2 separate regions of the Mus musculus genome follow, and region 1 is linked to region 2. Evidence: chromatin contacts called from public promoter capture Hi-C data. All regions are on one chromosome and are shown on one strand. Each heading gives the region's core, a stretch centred on a gene start, on an enhancer-like site or on the middle of the called end of the contact. The rest is flanking DNA. Distances are from core to core; before and after follow the strand shown.

Region 1 (6,320 bases), core at 1,103-3,602, 800 kb before region 2:
CTCTCTCTCCCTCTCTCTCTCTCTCTCTCTCTCTGTATGAGTGTATATGCGTGTATGTGTATGTGTCTGTGTGAGTATATACAGGTGCAATACCCATGCATGCAAATGTATGTGAAGACTAGAGGATGCCCTTGGCTGTCATTCCCCCAATGTTGTCCACCAAGCCCAGTTATTGTTTATGATGATGATGATGATGATGATGGATGTGGGTTCTGGGGATTGAACGCAGAAACTCAGGCCTTGCCTTCTTCAGCTGAGACATCCTTCCTGTCCTATAATTAGTTTTCCTGTCACTTGAACTATTTTAAGGACTAAGGAGGCAGGAACATCAAGGGACAGCACCAAGCAGGCGTCCATGACTGTCTTCTGAACAGATCAGCAAAGGAATGAACAGAGGGAGCGCTTCCCGCTACCCGGGATGCACCAGGTCCATGAGGAAAGCAGACAGAGGTATGTCCCACAGCTCAGCTGCCACCCCTCCCCCATGCCCCGTTAGCCCCTCCTGACCACCTCATCCATGGCCAGCACTAGGTCAGGAATGTCCCTGAGAAACCATGAAGAAAAGAGTGTGTACCGTGGAAAGTGACAAGCTCTGGGTCGCCAGGGTGAGCGGTACCAACCTGGGGAGAGAGAAAGGCCCAGTCAGACATGGGAAGCCCTGCCCCAGCATTTGTCCTGGGGACAAATCGCAGAGGATGAAATGACACTGGCCAGGCTTCTATTTGGCTTTGGAATACTCCTCAGTACCCTCAACACAGACTTCTCAGGCCTTCATTTGGGAAACCCATGATGTAGCTGGCCTCGAGCACACAGCATTGAGATTTCTGGCCAAAAATCTAAGCAGAAGGGAAACACAAGGCTTCCAGACTGCATTCGTGAGTGCAGCCAATGCTGAGTGTCTTGGCCTCCTTTCTTATCAATTAGGATTGGCTCACATGTGAGGCCAAGTGTCCAAGCCAGCTCTGAGCAAGTTCTGAAGCTGGGCCAATCGTCTGCTTTGCTACTGAGTGTAATCAGAGACAGGCATAAGGCACAGGTCAGGCAGCAGTGGCAGTGACAAATAGCAGGGTTGTCATTAGATTGGAGGGGCTTTTATGGACTCTTCATTAGGTGACAGGGGTCTGGAATCCAAGCAGTTCTGGATAACACTGTTCAACTGTCTTAGCTTCATTCCTTGTTACTGTGATTGGAAACCCTAGCGAAAGCAACTTGTGGGAGAAAGGGTTTATTTGGTTTACAACTCCAGGTTACAGTCCATCACTGCTGTGAAGTCAAGGCAGCACTGCATGGAAGCAGTTAGTCACATTAAATCCACAGTCAAGAGCAGAGAGCAATGAATTAATGTATGCACGTGAATGTCAGCTCACTTTCTCCACTCTTAGGCAGCTTAGAATCTCTTGCCTAGGGTATGGTGTCTAGTATAGTGGGCAGGTTTTCCTGTCTTGGCTTAGGTAATCTAGATAATTCCAGGCCAACCTGATCTAGACAACTCCTTATTGAGACTCTTTTCTCGGCCAATTTGATTTGTTCTATGTTGACAATTAAAGGTAACCATCTCACTCTGCCTCCATCTTTCCCCAGAAGATGCTCCACCTAGATCTGGGATCTTTCTGTGCTTGTAAGTGGGGATTGCAAGCTGCTTAGGGGTCATCATGAAAAGATATTGGGAAGAGGAAGGAACCTTCCAGAAAGAAAATCTAAGGACGACCTTTACAAGTGGTTAAGCAAGGTGGTAGGAGTATATAAACTGTCATGATGTTAAACTGATGAAACTGGAAGATGCTTGCGAAGTGCTGGGTGTGTTTCTGTTTGATAATGTCTACTTTGAGGGCCTCGTAGGAAACACCCATGCCTCCAAACGCTACGGTGTCCCAGTATGCCACAGGAAATTAAAACAAGACAAAACACGTTGAGCCTGGCATTGAGTTTAAGTCACTCCATAACTGCCCCACCATCCCCCGAGTGTAGATACCACACAGGGTTCCACTACAGGTTGTACAACTGCAGTATCATTCCCACAACAGTCTAAAGTTTGTGGTCTTCTGTCTCATACTTGGTGTGTTGGGATTGTTTGTGGGAGGTAGTAAGGAGGTGGGGCTCTGTGTTGAGAGGAGGGACCTTGAGCTCTGGGAAACAGTGGGACCTAGGCAGCCTCTGCCCTTGTATGAGGAGATGCAGTGTTTTCTTGGGGTATCTCCAGAAGCTGCACTTGCAGCAGATGCCTCGCTACAGTTATCTGGATAAACACGCCCTTGGTGCTGCTGTTGGGCTCACTTGGAGCTTCAGCCCTGTCCCCTGGGGGATCCCGCGCTCTGCCTTCCAGGCTAGCATGCTTGGACCGTGGGCTGCCCACATGGACGCCTCAAAGGTCAGATTTGGACATAGGCCTAGGCCAATACACAGCCAGCCGGCCTGCATCAGTTAGAGGCATCAGCGACCAGCAGCATTCCCATTCCCACGGGAATCAGTATAAGCCCACTTCAAAGAATATTTTGAAATGATCATCTGCAAACTCCAGAAAGCAGAGACCACGTCTGTCTAGGTCATTCCTGTGTTCCCCCCGGGGCCTAGCAAGAGTCCTTGGCACTGGGGAGAGCTCAGTAAATATTTACTGAAAGAATGAGAGAATGATTGCGCACAGATCCATGACTCATGCCTTGTCCCCGTGTTTCCTCACAGAAATAAATGTCTCCCTATGATACTGGCAAAATCCTACAGACGGTACTGCCAACTGCCTGGGGGAGGGGGAGGCTGGGCAAGGATCACAGTGCCTGCACCTGCTTCCTGGTCACCAGGAGATCTGAGCTGTGGTCCCAGCTGCCCCATGCTCCGTGACCTTGGGCTAACCAAAGAGCTTCTGTGGGTAGCTGTCTTCCCATGATAACTGGGAGAGATAACGCTTGCCTCTTGGGTAACTCAATCTTTGAGGAGGATGGAACTGAGTAGTTACAAATTTTAACCCCCAGTTCCCAGCTCAGAGGCCACGAGTTCCGGTCACTTCTTTTAGTTAAGAAGGAGTCTATTTTGCAATTTTATGCTTCTTCCGCCCCTGAGGCCAAATGTTTGTTTTACTAATAGACGACTCACTGTTAAAATAAGCCAGTGTGTGGTATTTCATTACCAGGGTCTATTATCTAGAAACTTCTAGATCTTTAAGGGCCTATATGTAGATAGATGATATCAGAGAGTAGACATACAGGAATGGAAAAGTGCCCAAGGCAAGATGGATCCGTTTCCTAAAACAGGCACTGGTACTTAGCCTGCTGCATGAAGACATGAGAGTTACTTACTGGTGTTTTGCAGTGTGGCCGGGCAGGTATTGGAAAAACAGCCTGTGGAAAGAGAATATGAGGGGTGAAGGCATCAGGAAACCTAGCACCAGCTGAGGCCAATCTGGTGCTCACTGCAGGGTCCCCAGGAAAGCTTCTCCCAACCCCATCCTAACTTACGCCTTTGATGTTAACCACAGCTCCAGGGGGCCCTGGGGGCCCTGGGGGTCCAGGTAGGCCAGGTGGACCCTGAAGGAAGAAAAGAAAAGCCGCTGCTGTGTTTAAGGATGTGGGAGGCAGCTACAGCATTTGCTACACACTCTGAGCTGGAAGCTGGGAGGGAGTAGCTTCCAGAGCACTCCCTCATCTGGGGCATACTGAAAAGGGTTGGTAAAGCATGCGGGAGACAGCTGGACAGCTATGCCGTCCTGGCTGACACCCACAAATAATGAGGCCCAGAGAAGGGATACAACCTGCTCAGAGCCACACAGCAGCTCACAGAGAACTGAAATTGGAACCCAGATTCTGGTTCCCGGAGCAATGCTCCGTTAAGATCTGCATTCCTGGGCCGTGTGTGGGAGCAAGGAGGGGGGACACAGGATGCATAGAACCCCTTTTCTTTCCTTCTCCTTTCTGTCTGGTGTCTGCATTGGGGAGACTGACACTCTTCAGCATGGGAATGGTCTAGGTGGGACACAGGACCCTCCTGAGAGTGAGATGGGGGGGAGCGGGGCTGAGTGTGTGCACCTCTGGAAGCAATGGAGGAAGAAAGAAAGCTTCCCTGAGCACACATTCTGCAGGCCCCACTCATTGAACTTCGAGGTACTGGACACTCTAACAGGATCTCGTCTGCACTGCAGCCCCAGGGCATGAGGTGCAGAAGTAGCCATGGTACTCACAGGCAGCGTGACCCCTCGATCTCCTTTGGCACCCTTGAGGCCATTCAGTCCTGGGCGACCCTGAGATACACACAAGATGCCTTAGTGAGCTCTTGCTGTGGGTCAGCTTTGCCACCACATGCCCCATCTTTTAGTCTGGGGAACACTGATACCTACAGGTCGTCCTGGGAGGCCAAACTCTCCTTTGTGTCCTGGTGGTCCTTTGGGTCCCTAGAAGCAAAACAAGCACCAGGCTAGCAAATGCCCGAAACTCAGAGTCCAGAGATAGGGGAGTGCTGGGACTGCTCTTGTAGGGAGAGCAGCAGGGACAGGATGAAGGGACATTGGCAATGGCCCTGGAGTACCCGCCTGCCCGGTTCCTGGTCTCCTGCCTCTCCTCACCTAGAAGCATTTGCTCAGATTTTCAGATCTCCCAACTTTTCTAAAGGCTACACAGCCAGGACCACCTCAGTCAGAACGGAAGAAAGAGCAAGAAGCCAGCAGCTTCGTGCCTCACGTGCCCAGGTGCTCACATGCTAGGCTGGCACAGAACATGGAGCTTTGCATTGGTCATTCATTCCAGGGTCCCCATGTCCTCTATTCTGAATCAGCTCTGCTCCTCCCTGTGCCAGTGTGCCCAAGAACAGGCTGGAGGATGGTAGTCTGCCCCACCCCCACCCATCTTGAAGCCCAGCCTCAGAACAATGCCTCGGTCCTCCTGTAGAGTCCCTGACCCACAGACCCTTCTCCAGTGATGGTTTTCTGGGTCCACACACTTCTTAAGTCACTGCCCTGATCCAAGCTCCTGGCAGGAATCACCTTGTCTACTGGAGCCTGAGGAATAGCAGCTATAATCATGTGCCCCTCTGCCCACCGCCATTACTATAGATAGCATGCCCTAAAAGATGCATTAAGAGAGGGTCAGCATGAAAAAAATCTCTGATATATATTACTCTCAGGGAAGTGAAAAGCAAAAGTAGAGGGAGTTTTCAGGGCATGGGTGGGCCACTTGGTAGGTGGTTCTCTGGAACATTCCCCACGTGCGCATGTACATGGAGTGTCCTGGGTCTCATGAAAGTGCAGATGAAGAGTGTCTGCGCTAGTATATGGGCCAGGGCCTGCCATTCTGCATTGTTACTAAGCTCCCAGGTGATGCTGGGGGGATGCTGATCCACAGACCACACTTTGAGTAACAAGCCTTAGCATTTTTGTAAAAGAGTCATAAGCTACACTGGTCTCTAGGGCCATAGTTAGCCCAGATGGAAGCATTATGCAAATTAAAAGGTGCCCTTATTGCCTGTGTTTGGCAAGCTGTGCACAAGCTGGCCTTCAGTGGGACACCCGCCATAGCCATCTGGAGCCTCCTGCTGGCCCCACTACTAACTGTTTGCATTTCCCATAGAACTGGAGGTTACTGAGTGGTTAACCAGTTGGGAACAAGACTCTCCCATCTGCCTTCACTCTCAGCCCATGTAGTCTATATTTGGTCTTTTCTGCCTGACTTCAGGGACTCAAAAGCCTCAGAAGGTTTCCTGAAGGATGTGCTTGGAACACATAGGCGTTCACTCACGTGCAAACCTTTCTCCCCGGGCCTGAGGTCCAGCTTCAGTCAAACAGATGCCATGTGAACTTTGACACTCACTGTGCTTCAATAGATAGATAGATAGATAGATAGATAGATAGATAGATAGATAGATAGATAGCAGCTTATCTCTCGGAGGTTGTGTGGAGGGGTGGAGGTGGGGGAGGGAGTCCCACCAGATACAGGGCATGGCAGGTTGGCCTCAAGTCTCCCACTTTCTTATGCATTACTTATCTTCTTTGAACCCCTGTGTCCTTGTCTATAGACTTGGGGGAGGGTCATGTGATTACACCAGAGGACTGTGAGGCTGAAAAGAGATGTCCCTTAGGAAGCTTACACAGAGCCTGACCTTCAGTCGTGAGCCACACCTGATCTTTCTTCATTTGAGGTAGTGTGTGTGTGTGTGTGTGTGTGTGTGTGTGTGTGTGTATGCTCAACAGGGAAGTTTAGAGTTCATTCTTAGAAGAAAGAACTCCAAAGTGTTCAAAAGTCCAAGTGTGCTACCTGTTTTTAAAAGAGCAAAGTCAAAGAGCCTGTGATACTATCTAGCAGGAATCCAATCCATTTATCATACAGATGGGCAGGAAGAAA
Region 2 (5,868 bases), core at 1,495-3,994:
GGAGGTAGTAGGTAGTCTCCCCTGGAATAAAAGATGACAGTGTTCTTCATGTATACCTAGTGTCTGGTCTCTGCCCGACCCATATAACTGCAGGCGAGGAGTCTTGCACACGGCTGTCCTGCGACTCCTGGCTCTAAACTCAGAAGGGCAGAAAGGTCTGGGCCATAGCTTTCAAGAAGCCAGGAAGCATGCCTCAGCCTCGCCACCCCTGCCCAGCAGCCCTGCGATGATGCCTGTGGCCAACCCTGTGCCCCAGGCATGCACACTCCACGTGACCCAGGCTTGACCATCTCACGACTTCACATCCAGAATCCTAGGGCCACGGGCTTCAGAGCCTTAGTGGAAAAGCTAATGCGACCAGAGGTGGCTGACACGCCCGAACTCCTCTTATGGAACACATTTCCCTGCCACCCATGTAGTCTGGTGAAGCTCAGAAGGATGAGTAGACACTCCTTCACCAGCTTATCTATCAGACCCACACAGGTCATCCTGAGCAAGTGTGTCGCCCCTGCCTCAGGAGAGCGAGGCTGGGCGGTCAGGCAGCACCCACCTTCTCATTGCAGGCCATCTCACAGGGCAGCAGCTGCTTGGTTGGGGAGCCCAGGGCCCGCTCCACCAGGCGCACAGACCGCACCAGCTCTGCCAGCTCCCCAGGCTCCAGCGAGGCTGAGTGGTCACTCCCCTTCCAGGTCTTGTCCAACGTTATGTGACGTTCCAACACCTTGGCCCCCAGAGCCACGGCGGCCACAGATATGGCGATGCCCGTCTCGTGCCCGGAATACCCGATGGGAATGTCGGGAAAGAGCTTCTGGTATTCCTGTGTGAGAGAAGAGGGAAGTGGCTGCCCTTCTGGGCTTCACACGCAGTACCCCATCCCAGCCCGTCAGAGCAGAGCCGCCACGGGAGAGACAGTAAGGCACTCTGACCAATCCTTTATGAGACGAGAAAAAGTCTCTCATTGAGGGCGGCTGGGAATGCAGGAAGAGCACCCACTGTACTCGCTAGTTTTATGTCAGCTCGACATAAGGGCTGCAGTAATCAGAAGAGGAAGGACCCTCAATTGAGAAAATGTCTCCATAAGACCTGACTGCGGGACATTTCCTTAATTAGTGATTGCGGGAGGGATCAGCCCATTGTGGACGGTGCCACCCGTGGGCTGGTGGTCCCGGGGTCTATAAGAAAGGCTAGGGCTAGGGATGTAGCTCAGTGGTAGAGCTGGGCTAGCGTGCCATGCCTGGGGCTCAGTCCCCAGCACTGTGAGTGAACAAGCAGTCAAGGCTCCGCTGTCTCAAGGGAGCTGGGCGCTCACCGAGATGACGCGCAGGTTGGCATCCTCGGGCTGTAGTGGGTACGCGCTGGTGCATTGGAGGAAGCAGAAGTTGGGATTCAGCGGCTTCACGATCTGATAGACTTGCTTCATGGTGTCCATTGACTGCATCCCGCTGGAGATCACCATAGGACGACCTGGAGAACCCGGCACCTTCTTCACAGGGGCTCAGACTCTTCCCCCACCCACATCTAAGACACCGCACCAAGACTGAGGAGGAGATACACTGTCCTCGGCACCATGCTTCAGCGAAGGGAAGCACACCAAGGACCTCAACCCTGAGGGGAAGAGAGGCATCTCTGCTAATCAAGAGGCTGCCCAGGACAGACGAGCTTCATCTCTTCCTACAAATCTCAAGTCTGAAACACTCGAAATTCTGGATCATTCCTAGCCCCAAGCCTTGTGGACTAGAGATACGCAGCCTGCAGTATGGTGATTCGCCAGTGCAAGAGCACAACTGAGAGAGGCCAAGAGCTACCAGCCCTGTTGCTGGCCTGCACAGAGCCCCGTCCTTACAGCTTCTGATACCTTGCCCATGAGATAAGTACAGAATATCCCAGTAATACGACCTGCTTCCATCCCAGGTTTGAAATGAGGGAAGGGAAATTCACACGGGGGAATCCATTTAGTGTCGTGTGGAGACGTTAGGGAAGAGATTCCTGCACTGGCCAGGGATGTGGCTCCATGGTGGTACTCATACAGGTGCCCGGGGCATTGGGTTCAGTCCCTAGCACTGTCCCAAAACGAAAGGGTAGAAGCAGGTTTCTAAGATGGGTCTCCAAAGCTGGGTGTGGTGGTGCACATCTTTAATCTCAGCACCCGAGAGGCAGAGACAGGCAGATCTCTAGGAGTTTGAGGCCAACCTGGGCTACACAGCAAGTTCCATGCCAGTCAGACTACATAGAGAGACCCTGTCTCAAAACAAAACAAAACAAAAACAAAAACCCAAAAACCCAAAAACAACAGAAACAGTGGAGTACCCATAAGCGCTATTACCGTGAGCAGCCACTAGGGGGCAGAAACACAAAGCTTGGGGTCTGGTTTTAGGAAAGACGCTTACCTTTCTTGGCTGTCTTTTCCAGGTAGGGAAAATTGTTAGTGTCCCCAGATCCAACTTTGAAAAAGGGAACATTCAGTTCGTGCAGAAACTCAACTGCCATCTACAAAAAATCAGAGGGAATACCTTTCACTATTGGTCAGAACTCTGTCCTTGTGGTATAGGACAGAGGAAGCTGGCGCAGACCAGAGAATGCATCATTCTATGTCTGCACACCCATCTGTCCAGGGAACACTCAGGGCTTGTTCCGGCCATCAGTTGCTACAAGAATCTGTGAAGGAAACACTACCTCTGGCCAGACTGTTCTTTCCCCCAAAGACTTGTAAACAAAAGCAAAAGGGCTGTGACCTACGCATGACCCAGAGCCAGGCAGAAAGAGTGACCAGCCCTCAAAGGTCAACAACCAGAAAGAAGACACTGACTCCTACCAGGAGAGGCAAATGGAGCAATCTGTGTCCTGGTTTGACCTGCTCATCAGCAGCTGGCCTGTTCAGACCTTGAACTGTGGGGCCTGCAAGAAAGCCAACCAGCCGCCATTCAGACTCAATGAACCCTATAATGTAGGATGCAACCAGAAGACTCAGGAGGCTGGGAGCTGTCAGCAAATGGTTCCAGGACAATCTTGGGGGGAGATGGACAAGTACTTCTCTGGCCTGTGTGAGGCCCTGGGTTTGATCCCTAGCACCACACACACACACACACACACACACACACACACACGCACACACACACCACCCAAAAGTAAAATCTCATATTCTGTTATCCTGTTAAATTGCAAGAACTAATAAGGGTGGATTCTCTTATGAGTTCAAAACCAGCCTGGTCTTACACAGCAAGTTTCGGGTCAGCAAGGATGACATAATAAGAACTTGTCTCAAAAAAGAAAACAAGAGCTAGAGAATGGCTCGGGGGTTAAGGACACTGGCTGCTCTTCCAGAGGACCCAGGTTTGATTCCCATCATGCACGTGGAGGCTCACAACCACCTGTAACTCCAGTTCTAGGAGACCCGATTCCTTCCCTCTTCTGGCCTTCCAGGGTATCAGGCATTCAAATGGTACACAGACATATTTGTAGGCAAAACATCCATACCCATAAATAAAAATAAATTATGTTTTTTAAAAAACTTGAAAAATGAAAAAAGACATTTTTAAACTAGCCCACGGCCACAGACCTCCATTCACCTTCCTGGCAGGTTTAGAACCTCTAGCAGACAAAGTGTGGGCTCAGGAGACAGACTAAGCAAGCGCAGGTAAGGACGCCTAGTGCAGAAAAAAAAATCTCAAAGATTTACCTACAGGGACTATGAAATATGAAATGGAATTCTATCATCTTCTAGTTATTATTTTTTTAAACTGCTAGGAGGAAGGAGTGCACCTCATTTTGCAATCCCCCTGGGGAACTATCGACATCTAGTGGCCATTTTGAGAACTGCCCCTTTGGTTCATCACCCTGGCAAGGAGCAAACCTGCCACCTTTAGGTTAGGACCAGCTGGCTTCCTCTAACCTGCCCTACTGCTGTGAGACCCCTCCCCTGGCACAAGCCATACAGCCCTATCACCTCCTCTTTTCAGTTTGCCTTAAAGTAATTCAATCAATTAATAGCTCCCCAGACGGTGACTGGGTTCAGTGACAGAACAGGACACTCCCAGTAGACTAGTGCTGAGGGAACTTTGACCAGCTCACTGCTCCTTAGGACATAAACCTCTCTGGTCTTAAAGCCAGGTCTATCAACCTGATTTGACTGAGGATTGCTTTTCTTCGCTTTCTGAGACAGGCTCTTATTCTATGTTGGCCTGAAACTTGCTATGTAGCCTACACTGGCCTCCAATTCTTGATTCTCCTGCCTCAGTCTCAGTCACAGGCATGTACCATTGTGCCAGGCTGACTGACTCAGAACTGTTTAAACTTTATTAAGAGGAGACAGTAGGCATGCCTTTGAACCAGCACTCCAAAGGCAGAGGCAGGTAGATGGAGTGTGAGGCCAGCCTGATCACAGGGAGTTCCAGAACACCCAGTGCTGCAGAGAGACCCTGCCTCAAAAATAAATACATAAATAAAATAAGAACAGGCAGTGTGCGCTCACAGAACCTTTCTTCTGTGTGTATACTGAGAGAAGCTGTAGTCCAAAAAGGAGTTACTGAAAGAGGAAGGTTAGGGCTTCTCTTTCTTCAAACAACACCACCATACGTAGGCCAGGCTAGCCTCAAATTGCCTTTCGAATAGCCCTGCTTTGAGTGCTGGGGTTACAGGCATGGTCAGCCACACTGGGAAACTGGGGCTTTTCTAAAGCCCTTTCGGCTGGGGAATCACACCGGAGAGGAAAGAGAAGCCCGTGGTGACGATAGGGTGTGGGTGCAGGGGTGAGTGACCACTGGGGAACTGCACCAAAAATTCCTGGAAAAAAAAAAAAGGTATGTCTGGGGACTCCAGAGATGGCTCAGCAGTTAAGAGCACTGACCGCTCTTCCAGAGGTTCTGAGTTCAAGTCCCAGCAACCACATGGTGGCTCACAATCATCTATAACGGGATCCAATGACCTCTTCTGGTGTGTCTGAAGACAGAGACAGTGTACTCACGTAAAATAAATAAATAAATCCTTTAAAGAAAAAAGGTATAGAGTCTGGCTGTGAACAAAAACGAGGAGGAGGAAGAGGAGGAAGAAGAGGAAGAAAACAACTTCTGGAAGACCTATCTGCAGTACTGTGGGGAGACTGGAATTTTGTAGGTTCAGGAACCAATGACCTTTATCTTGGCCTAGTTTTAGCCTTCCGGTACAGCCATGCCTTGCCCTCTTTGTATCTGAACAGCTCATGGCAATAAATAAAAACCTCTTAGACGCTGTTAACTTAGTGGGGCACACTAGCTTCTGCCAATCTATGAGCTAAATGCCGACAGACACCCTGGGCCTACAGAACAGCTCCCCCACCTCGCTGTACCTACTTCTCTGCTGTACTTTCCAAATGTATTTTAAAGGTACCTCGATTCATGGCTTCCTTTGTTCTGTAAAACGATAAAAACCTTGCGATACTGCTCCACACTGGAGCATGGAATCTGGGGTAACCTAAATCTGTGTTCCCAGGCTCTTGTCACTCAGAATAGCTCCAGAATAAACTACCTCCTGGTCCCTTTAAGATGAGAGCTGTAGTTTTTACACTGACAGAGCACAGAGCCCAAAAGGACAGGCCAGCCCTGTCAGAGGCAGCAGGCACCCAGGGGAGAGAAGGAAGAGCGCAGTGGCAGAGCGGAGTCACTGCTCAGGTGCCCAGCAGGGCTGCCAGGCTCACGGCTTCTGCCTGCGGCCTCAATACTAAGCTTTCTTTGGTTAAAATCCACCTCCTCTGCACACCCTCCTGACACGTGTCCTACGAACTTTTTCAGACTCCATAAACTCCTGCCACACCTTAACCTCTCCTGAGCACACAGAGCCGCCCGGAACATCCTGCACAGCAGAGGAAGACAGAACTCGTTAAAATGATGGCTGGCA

Evidence for each region. Promoter capture Hi-C pulls out the DNA fragments that hold promoters and counts their contacts.
Region 1: a contact with region 2 is called in a promoter capture Hi-C map of liver, with 2.9 times the contacts expected there. The contact joins two enhancer-like sites. A contact is called at or near these places in 1 of 39 promoter capture datasets (liver) and 1 of 115 datasets of contacts at active chromatin or transcription factors (pancreatic cancer cells).

What each region holds. Positions count from the first base shown.
Region 1 is chr4:47,290,378-47,296,697 of GRCm38.p6, reverse strand. It overlaps Col15a1 (collagen, type XV, alpha 1), which reads right to left. Exons shown (of 40, transcript NM_009928.3): 25 at 4,325-4,378; 26 at 4,169-4,228; 27 at 3,450-3,518; 28 at 3,291-3,332; 29 at 575-620. Gm52732 (a long non-coding RNA gene) reads left to right here. Exons shown (of 3, transcript XR_003955396.1): 3 at 310-2,942. Among named protein-coding and RNA genes, the nearest start is that of Gm52732, 9.6 kb to the left of the region's middle. Within about 2 kb of position 2,352, at least 146 of the 459 cell types and tissues checked have an H3K27ac peak or open chromatin away from gene starts, as enhancers often do. A contact at or near this core is called in liver, where this site is marked.
Region 2 is chr4:46,495,662-46,501,529 of GRCm38.p6, reverse strand. Nans (N-acetylneuraminic acid synthase (sialic acid synthase)) reads right to left here. Exons shown (of 6, transcript NM_053179.3): 3 at 2,388-2,487; 4 at 1,310-1,464; 5 at 551-817. Among named protein-coding and RNA genes, the nearest start is that of Gm22247, 3.4 kb to the right of the region's middle. Within about 2 kb of position 2,744, at least 7 of the 459 cell types and tissues checked have an H3K27ac peak or open chromatin away from gene starts, as enhancers often do. A contact at or near this core is called in liver, where this site is marked.